Regions from separate parts of the Sus scrofa genome. Here region 1 is linked to region 2. The links are chromatin contacts, called in public Hi-C maps. All regions are on one chromosome and are shown on one strand. Each heading gives the region's core, a stretch centred on a gene start, on an enhancer-like site or on the middle of the called end of the contact. The rest is flanking DNA. Distances are from core to core; before and after follow the strand shown.

What was found. A called contact is a pair of places that touch in the nucleus more often than the background predicts.
Region 1: a Hi-C map of liver shows a contact between it and region 2, with 6 times the contacts expected there. The contact joins two enhancer-like sites. A contact is called at or near these places in 1 of 5 promoter capture datasets (liver), 2 of 47 Hi-C or Micro-C datasets (both in liver) and 1 of 2 datasets of contacts at active chromatin or transcription factors (alveolar macrophages).

Annotation. Positions count from the first base shown.
Region 1 is chr12:13,939,386-13,943,042 of Sscrofa11.1, forward strand. The region is part of intron 5 of PITPNC1 (phosphatidylinositol transfer protein, cytoplasmic 1); the gene reads left to right. Among named protein-coding and RNA genes, the nearest start is that of NOL11, 94 kb to the right of the region's middle. Within about 2 kb of position 1,931, at least 7 of the 83 cell types and tissues checked have an H3K27ac peak or open chromatin away from gene starts, as enhancers often do. A contact at or near this core is called in alveolar macrophages and liver, where this site is marked.
Region 2 is chr12:13,759,909-13,763,887 of Sscrofa11.1, forward strand. The region is part of intron 1 of PITPNC1 (phosphatidylinositol transfer protein, cytoplasmic 1); the gene reads left to right. Among named protein-coding and RNA genes, the nearest start is that of PITPNC1, 20 kb to the left of the region's middle. Within about 2 kb of position 1,358, at least 5 of the 83 cell types and tissues checked have an H3K27ac peak or open chromatin away from gene starts, as enhancers often do. A contact at or near this core is called in alveolar macrophages and liver, where this site is marked.

The sequences.
Region 1 (3,657 bases), core at 681-3,180, 180 kb after region 2:
CTTGGCTGTTCCTTATTCTCTAGAGGTGTCATAAATTCTTATATTGTAGATATTCTTTCCTCTGGGTTTTCCTTACCCCCTTGGATCAGTTTTTTAAATGATAACAAGGAGTTCTCATGGCGGCTCAGCAGGCTACAAACCCGACTAGAATCTGTGAGGACACGGGTTCCATCCCTGTCCTCACTCAGTGGGTTAAGGATCCGGCATTACCTTGAGCTGTGGTGTGGGTGGCAGACGTAGCTCAGATCTGGCATGGCTGTGGCTGTGGCGTAGGCCAGCAGCTGCAACTCTGATTCAACACCTAACCTGGGAACTTCCATATGCCGCACGTGCAGCCCTAAAAAAAGCAAATATATAGAGAGATATATAGAGAGAGCTATTCTTAAATAATAATAACCAACACTTCTTGAGCACTTTTGTTCCAGGCACCACTCTATGTACTTTAGTGTATCAATCCATCAGTTCTCTTATAATCCTGAGATAAGAGCATTTTACATGTGAGTTAACTGGAAAAGAGAGAATACATATTACTTACCCATGGTCATACAGCTAGGTGGTGTGATTTGACCCCAAGCAGTCTGGCCACTCTCAGACTTCTTCAAATACCAAGGAGATACACAAAAATAAAACCACATCTAGTTGCATTGTAATGAAACTGCAGAGAATCAACAGTTTTTTTTTAAAGCTCTTAAAAGCTACCTCAAAGGAAAGACAGACCACATAAAAAGGGACAGCAAGAACCCTGAGTGTGGATTTCTGATTAGTAGCGATAGATGCAAGAAATTAGTGAGGGGATACTTTTGCAAAGTGAATCCAGGGAGGAGTTCCTGCTGTGGCTCAGTGTGTTAAGAATCCATCCAACTGTGGCATCTTGGGTCAAGGAGGTGGGAGGTGCAGTTTCGATCCCCAGCCCTGCACAGTGGGTTAAAGGAGCCAGCGTTACCACAGCAGAGTAGGTCAGCAGCTGAGGCTCGGATTCCCTGGCCCAGGAACTTCCATACGTCGCAGGTATGGCCATTTAAAAAAAAGTGAACCCAGGGAAAGACATGGGATACAAGGAAAAAATATGCACCCATTGATTGATAAAAAATACCATGAATTAACTCTTGACCGTCAAATACCGAGAGGAAGGAGCCAGCAGGTGAGTGAGAGTCTGAAAGTGGAAGAGGAAGGGCCTATTCCCAGAAGTCAGGGGGTGAGTGGTCTTCATGAACCCCTGAAATAGAAGGAGAGGGCAGGGCAGCTAAGGATATGTCTACAGAGAAAGGAAAGGGGTGGCCAAAAGTCACTGGCCTCCAGTTTCCAGTAACGTGAGAAGAAAGGTCATCTGCTGAAAGGGAAGGAGACGGGGAAAGGGCTTAAGAAGGATGGAGGTCAAAGATAACATGTTTGGGAAACTCCAGAAGAGGAAAAGAATTGCTTGAAAGGTTTGGCAGTCTGGTGATTTGGGAGATTTCAAAAGAGTTTGTGCCACCAGCCTCAGTATTGGTATCATTTTCCCAGCTGTGCTTTGCAGCCTGCATGTCAGCACAGAGGAAACGGTTGAATTGATTTGGGATTTGCTTTCAGGGTGGGTTCAGCAGAGTATGGAAAAGTGGAAGGAGAAGGGGAAGGTCGTTGTGAGCTCTGAGTCCATTAGAGGCTCTCGGGGATTGGGGAGCTCAGCCAGGTCAAGGAGGAGGGATCCTGGGAGTGAGAATGAGAGGACTGAGTCTGAGTTTGGGGAAAAAGTACCTAGAGTTTTCAGATTTCAGAAGTGGACTGATTCCAGGAGATTCAAAACCAGAGTGGGGCTTTGGGAATGGGGAGGAAGTGGGAAGGGGGTCGAATGGAGGTAAAGGTCATTGGAGGAGAAGTGGAAAAGGAATTAGGCGGTTGGGCGTGTGGCATTGCATGAGTTGTCCATGTGGACACTAAGACATGAGTTAGCTTAGTCATGGAGACATGGACATGAGTTAGAGTAAAGCAGAACCTGGACCATGGTCCATGGGGTTCTCTGAAGTGAGGACAGGGGTGTCCAGACGGGTGGTCTGTAACTAACACTGGTCAGCGTGAGCCTGGAAGGAGGAGGAGCCTGAAAAGTGCCAATTATTCCACCAGTGACCACTCACCTCCTGAAATTTTAATGTGATTTTGAATTTTCTCCCAAGGAGTCTTTAAAGTCATTTTCTGGAGTTCCCGTAGTGGCTCAGCAGTAACGAATCCGACTAGGAACCATGAGGTTACAGGTTCAATCCCTGCCCTCGCTCCATGGGTCAAAGATCTGGCGTTACCATGAACTGTGGTGTAGGTTGCAGACGTGGCTTGGATCCCACGTTGCTGTGGCTCTGGCGTAGGCTGGTGGCTACAGCTCCGATTGGACCCCTAACCTGAGAACCTCCATATGCTGTGGAGAGGCCGTAGAAAAGACAAAAAGACAAAAAAAAAAAAAAAAAATCATTTTCTGGAAGTGGATTGATTAGTGATTCAAATATGCTGCCTCTTCAGTACTGAGCTCTGTGTTCTAAGGGAGGACGCCTTCTTCTTCAGGCCGGTGACCTAGCTTATCACAGACATAGGCAGCCCATGGGGGCTGTGGTGTTTGCTTTGTGGCAGACCCTGAGCGACCTCTTGACTGGAGCCAGTGGGTTCATTTGGCCAATCTGAGCCCTAATCACAGAATTCAATAGTCCTCTCACACCTTTTGCCCAGGTTCCAAAGTCCAGAATCAGAGCCACTTGCTGACTTGGGCGGTGATGGGAGGGCCCCATCTAATGGCCCTTTTGCAAAGTACAGGTGGAGCAAGCAGGCTCTCAGATGCCCCTCTGATCTGCAAAAGGAAGGCAAAGAGGGTAGAGGGTAAACCAGCAGGCCCCAACTAGGAAGTCACTTCTTCGAGAGAGGGGAGCCGTAGGGATAATAGTAATAATAATAATAGTAGTGATGATAGTGTTGGGGGTAATGGCTAGTAATGGTGAGCGGAATAATAGGGGTATTTGCAGGACTGTTTACCTAACATGAGCCCAGCCTCCTGCTGACCTCGCTATAGCCATGACCTTGTTAAATCCATTCACACAGCTGTCATTATCCCCATTTTACAGCTGAGAACTTAGGCCTAATAAGAGCAAGTGGTTTGCCTACAATCAGAACAAGTGTCACCCTTAGGACTTGATTCTGAATTAGTTTATTTTTTTAATTTTTTAAAATTGTTTTGCTTTTTAGGGCTGTACCCACCGCATATGGAAGTTCCCAGGCTAGGGGTCGAGTCAGAGCTATAGCTGCCAGCCTACACCACAACCACAGCCCCAGCAACGTGTGATCCAAGCCACTGAGCCATGAAGGAAACTCCAATTCTGGGTTAGTTTAGCCTCAAAGCTCTCATGTACCAAATATGCTATATTTGGCTCTAAAAATAGAATTATAAAACTATATGTGGATCTGCTGCCTGGATTTTTTAAGCCTGGTTGAAGGTTTAAATTTTCATAATGTGGGGGGGAATTTCTTTTTTATAAAAATTTTTTTTCAGGAGTTCCTGTTGTGGCTCAGCGGTAATGAACCTGACTAGTATCCATGAGGATGTGAGTTCGATCCCTGGCCCCCCTCAGTGGGTTAAGGATCCAGAATTGCCAGTTGCAGACACGGCTCGGATCTGGCATTGCTGTGACTGTGGTGTAGGCC
Region 2 (3,979 bases), core at 108-2,607:
AAAAAATTAAAAAAAATTTTTTTTAAATTTATTTTGGCTGCTCCTGTAGCATGCAGAAGCTCCCAAGCCAGGGCTCGAACCCACATCACTGCTGTGGCTCTGGTCACAGCAGTGACAATGCAGGATCCTTTATTGACTAGGCCACCAGGGAACTCCTTATGATCATTCCCTTTCTTTCTTTCCTTCCTTCTCTCTCTCTCTCTGTCTCTCACTTCCCTTCCCTTCCCATATGCTTACCTTGGTTGCATCTTCCTTCCTTCATTTTTTCCCACTTTTGGTCACCTTGTGGCATATGGAGCTCCAGGGCCAGGGATCAGATCCGAGTTAAGCCGCAGCTGCAGCAACCCTGGATTCTTAACCCACTTGCTGGCCGGGGATTGAACCTTTGTCCCAGTGCTCCCAAGATGCCCGCCAATCCCATTTTGCCACAGCAGGAGCTCTGATCCTTTTCTTCTTCTGAGATAAAATTGTAGAGAGAACATGAGTATTGAAACAGTTCAGCTTCCTACCCACTGTAAGAATCCTTTCTGTTGTCATCTTGCATGGCTCTCACCTTGCCTTTTAGCTTAAATACCAGCATGGCGGGGTGCTGGCTGTCTTGCGATAAGGCCTCTGTGATTGTCTACTTCGTTGTGAGAGAAGACTCTTTCTAATGTTTAGTTGATGTCTGCCTCTCTAGAACTTGTCATTTTCCCTTCTATAGTTACACAAACACAAGCCACTTCCCCATGCAGGCTCTTTAAAGAAAACTATAATATTTAAAGAAAACTATAATGTTGTCCTTTGATTTTCTATTCTGTTGGCGTAATATCCACAATCCCCTCGACAATTCACCTTAAGAAAGAGTTTCCCGAGTCCCTTCCCACCCCCATGGACGTGGATCTCCTCTGTTTTTGCCCTTTCAAAAATATTGAACGCCGTGCTCCAGAGCAAGGGTCAATAAACCTTTTCTGTAAAAGGCCAGATAGAACTATTTTAGAATTGCAGGCCGTAAGGTTGCAACAACTCTTGCAACAGCTCAGTTCTGACCTTGCATCACAAAAGCAGGCAGAGACGATATATACACGAACAGGCATGGCTGTGTTCTGATAAAATTTTATGTATAGACCTGGAAATTTGAATTTCATATCATTTGCGCATGTCATGAAATTTATTCTTTTGCTTTCTTTCAACCATTTAAAAACACAAAACCCATTTGTCGCTCGTGGGCCATACCAAAACAGGTGCGGGCCAGGTTTGGCTCAAGAATATCGGAGGGCCAGGGCTGAAAATATGGGAACTGTTACTTCAGCACCTCATGCCATGTTGCTGCGTTAGTGTTTAGCATTGTCATTTTTGGAAGCTGCAGCAAACTGCTGGCTGGGAAGGTGATCGGTTCACCCTGTTCTCATCCACGTGATCTCCTGGCAAAGCTAAGTCTCTCCATCCGGTGTCTGAGATCTATGAAAACAAGCAGCCTTATAGCAACAAGAGCCATTACCGTAGGACTTTGAAATGTAAATGTGATGAATGGTGTCTGCTGATTTCAAGTTTGACAAAATGTTTTTGATTCTTGCTTCTGTTATTTTCTGTGTGAGCTGCTCCTCTTAGCTTAGTGGCAGATGTGATAAGCGTGCCTTTCTGGCTTCATCCAACAACCTGCTGACTTTTTAGTCACATCCACATCATAAAATATAGGTCATAGCTGCTTACCTTGGTTGCAGAAACCGCTAAGCACTTGGGTATAGCGATGAAGCCCTTGGTTGTATTAATAAGCTTAAGAATGGATTGTTCTCCATTTTTCCTCATGAGTTTTCATTTTTTAAATTATTTATTTATTTATTTTTCTTTTTATGGCCACTCCTGAGGCATATAGAAGTTCCAGGCTAGGGGTTGAATCGGAGCTTCAGCTCACAGGTCTACACTGTAGCTTGTGGCAGCACCAGATCCTTGACCCACTGAGTGAGGCCAGGGATCAAACCCGAATCCTCATAGACACTATGTTGGGTTCTTAATCCACTGAGCCACAATAGGAACTCCAGTTTTAATTTTTTAAACAACGTTCTCATGAGATTTTTTTTTTTTTTTGTCTTTTTTGGGCCGTACCTGTTGCTTTTGGAGGTTCCCAGGTTAGGGGTCAAATCGGGAGCTGCAGCTGCCGGCCTACACCACAGCCACAGCAATGCCAGATCCAAGCCTCATCTGCGACCTACACCACAGCTCACGGCAATGCCAGATCCTTAACCCTCTGATGAAGGCCATCGAACCTGCGTCCTCGTGGATACTAGTCAGGTTCGTTTCTGCTGAGCCTGGGAACTCCTTTCATGAGATATTTTGTGAAACACTTTAACCAAGATTATAATTTACCATGCAGAGAAGAAAATTTAGTAAATGGCAAAGCCAATTTGTGTGTGTGTGTGTGAGTGCGTGTGTGTACAAACATTTAATGGAAATTGTGTATTTGTTTATGTGGGCATTCCCTTGTCTTTTTCACAAGACAGGAGAGAACACGGAGGGCCAACATTTCTGGAACACATAGTGTGCTGGGACCACTGTGTTAATTATCTCCTTTCATCTATGCAGTCATTCTCCAGGGTGGATCCTATCATCTTCATTTTACAGATGTCACATGACAGGATTTGCCAAAGGCATGCGGAGAGGCAATGGCAGAGTCGAATTCCAATCCATGGCACGTTGGCTACAAATTCCACTTGCTTTCTCCAATAACATCAGACTTTCCAGAGCCAAAAAGACGTTGACATTCCTTCATTATCAAGGAAAATGTATTAACTCAAATAGTTGATCCTAAAATGGATATGTGTTCCAGAATTAGTTGCTGGAAGGATACATTTTTGGAGTATATATCCCAGAAACTGTGGTATAACATAAAAATATTGACCTCTTTAATGGAAAGAGAGTGCTTGAGTTAAAACTGTTTGTATTTGCTGATCTTTGCTAAAAACTGGATGCATAGATATAATTTTAGATAACCTTACAGCTATTATAAATCTTGAGGGAAACCTTAATTGTTTTTAGAAAGCTTCTGTGTTTATCTAGACTCTGTCTTGCAAAAAAAGGCACTTCAAGATGTCATTCTATGAATATTCCAAAACTAAATAGAGCCTAGATAAGAATGTGTGATAATCTAAGATATCATTTAAGTATTGGCTTTAAAGATATTTTATACTTCAAGTAGAAAAAACAAGTCTCCTAAATAGGTTCTCTACAATTCGCTATGCTCTAATTCCACTTTATCCTGAGTGCTTAACAGCAGATTTATGAAAGGGAGATGAAACAACTTTTCAGAATAAAAACATGAAACTCTGAAAGTAAAATATATTTAATGTTTTAATTGTATGAAATGGAGTCTTTAATAATAGCTGGCGTTGGGAATGACGAAACCTTTGCTGAAATGATTCCATGAGGAAGCGGGTTTAAGGCTTTCTGGACCTGGTAGCTACTCATGCTTTAGATTATGAGCTCCTTGAAGGATGTGATGGTCATTGCCTCTTTTTTTTTTTAACTCCCAAGAGTTTTTTTGGTATGTATTTTTTTTTTTTTTTTTTTTGATGGTGTTTTGCATGCTATGGTTGCTTAGCTGAGGTTGACTACCAACTTCCAGTCATTTAAATTGAGATGCAGAGTTCCCTTTGTGGCTCAGCTTGTGGCTCAGTGGTTAAGAACCTGAGTGGTATCCATGAGGATGTGGGTTCAGTCCCTGGCCTTGCTCAGTGGGTTATGTTGCTGCAAGGTGTGGCATAGTCGAAGATGCTGCCGGGACCTCGCATTGCTGTGGCGGTGGTGTAGGCCTGAAGCTGCAGCTCTGATTTGACCCCTAGCCTGGGAACTTTGATATGCTGCAAATACAGCCCTAAAAAGACAATAAATAGAAATAAAAATAAACAAATTTAGATCAAATTTTTGTGTTGATTGTGGTTTGAAAAACAGAAAAAAGTATATTTATTTCTCTTTCACATTTTTTTCACTGAATAGATATGAA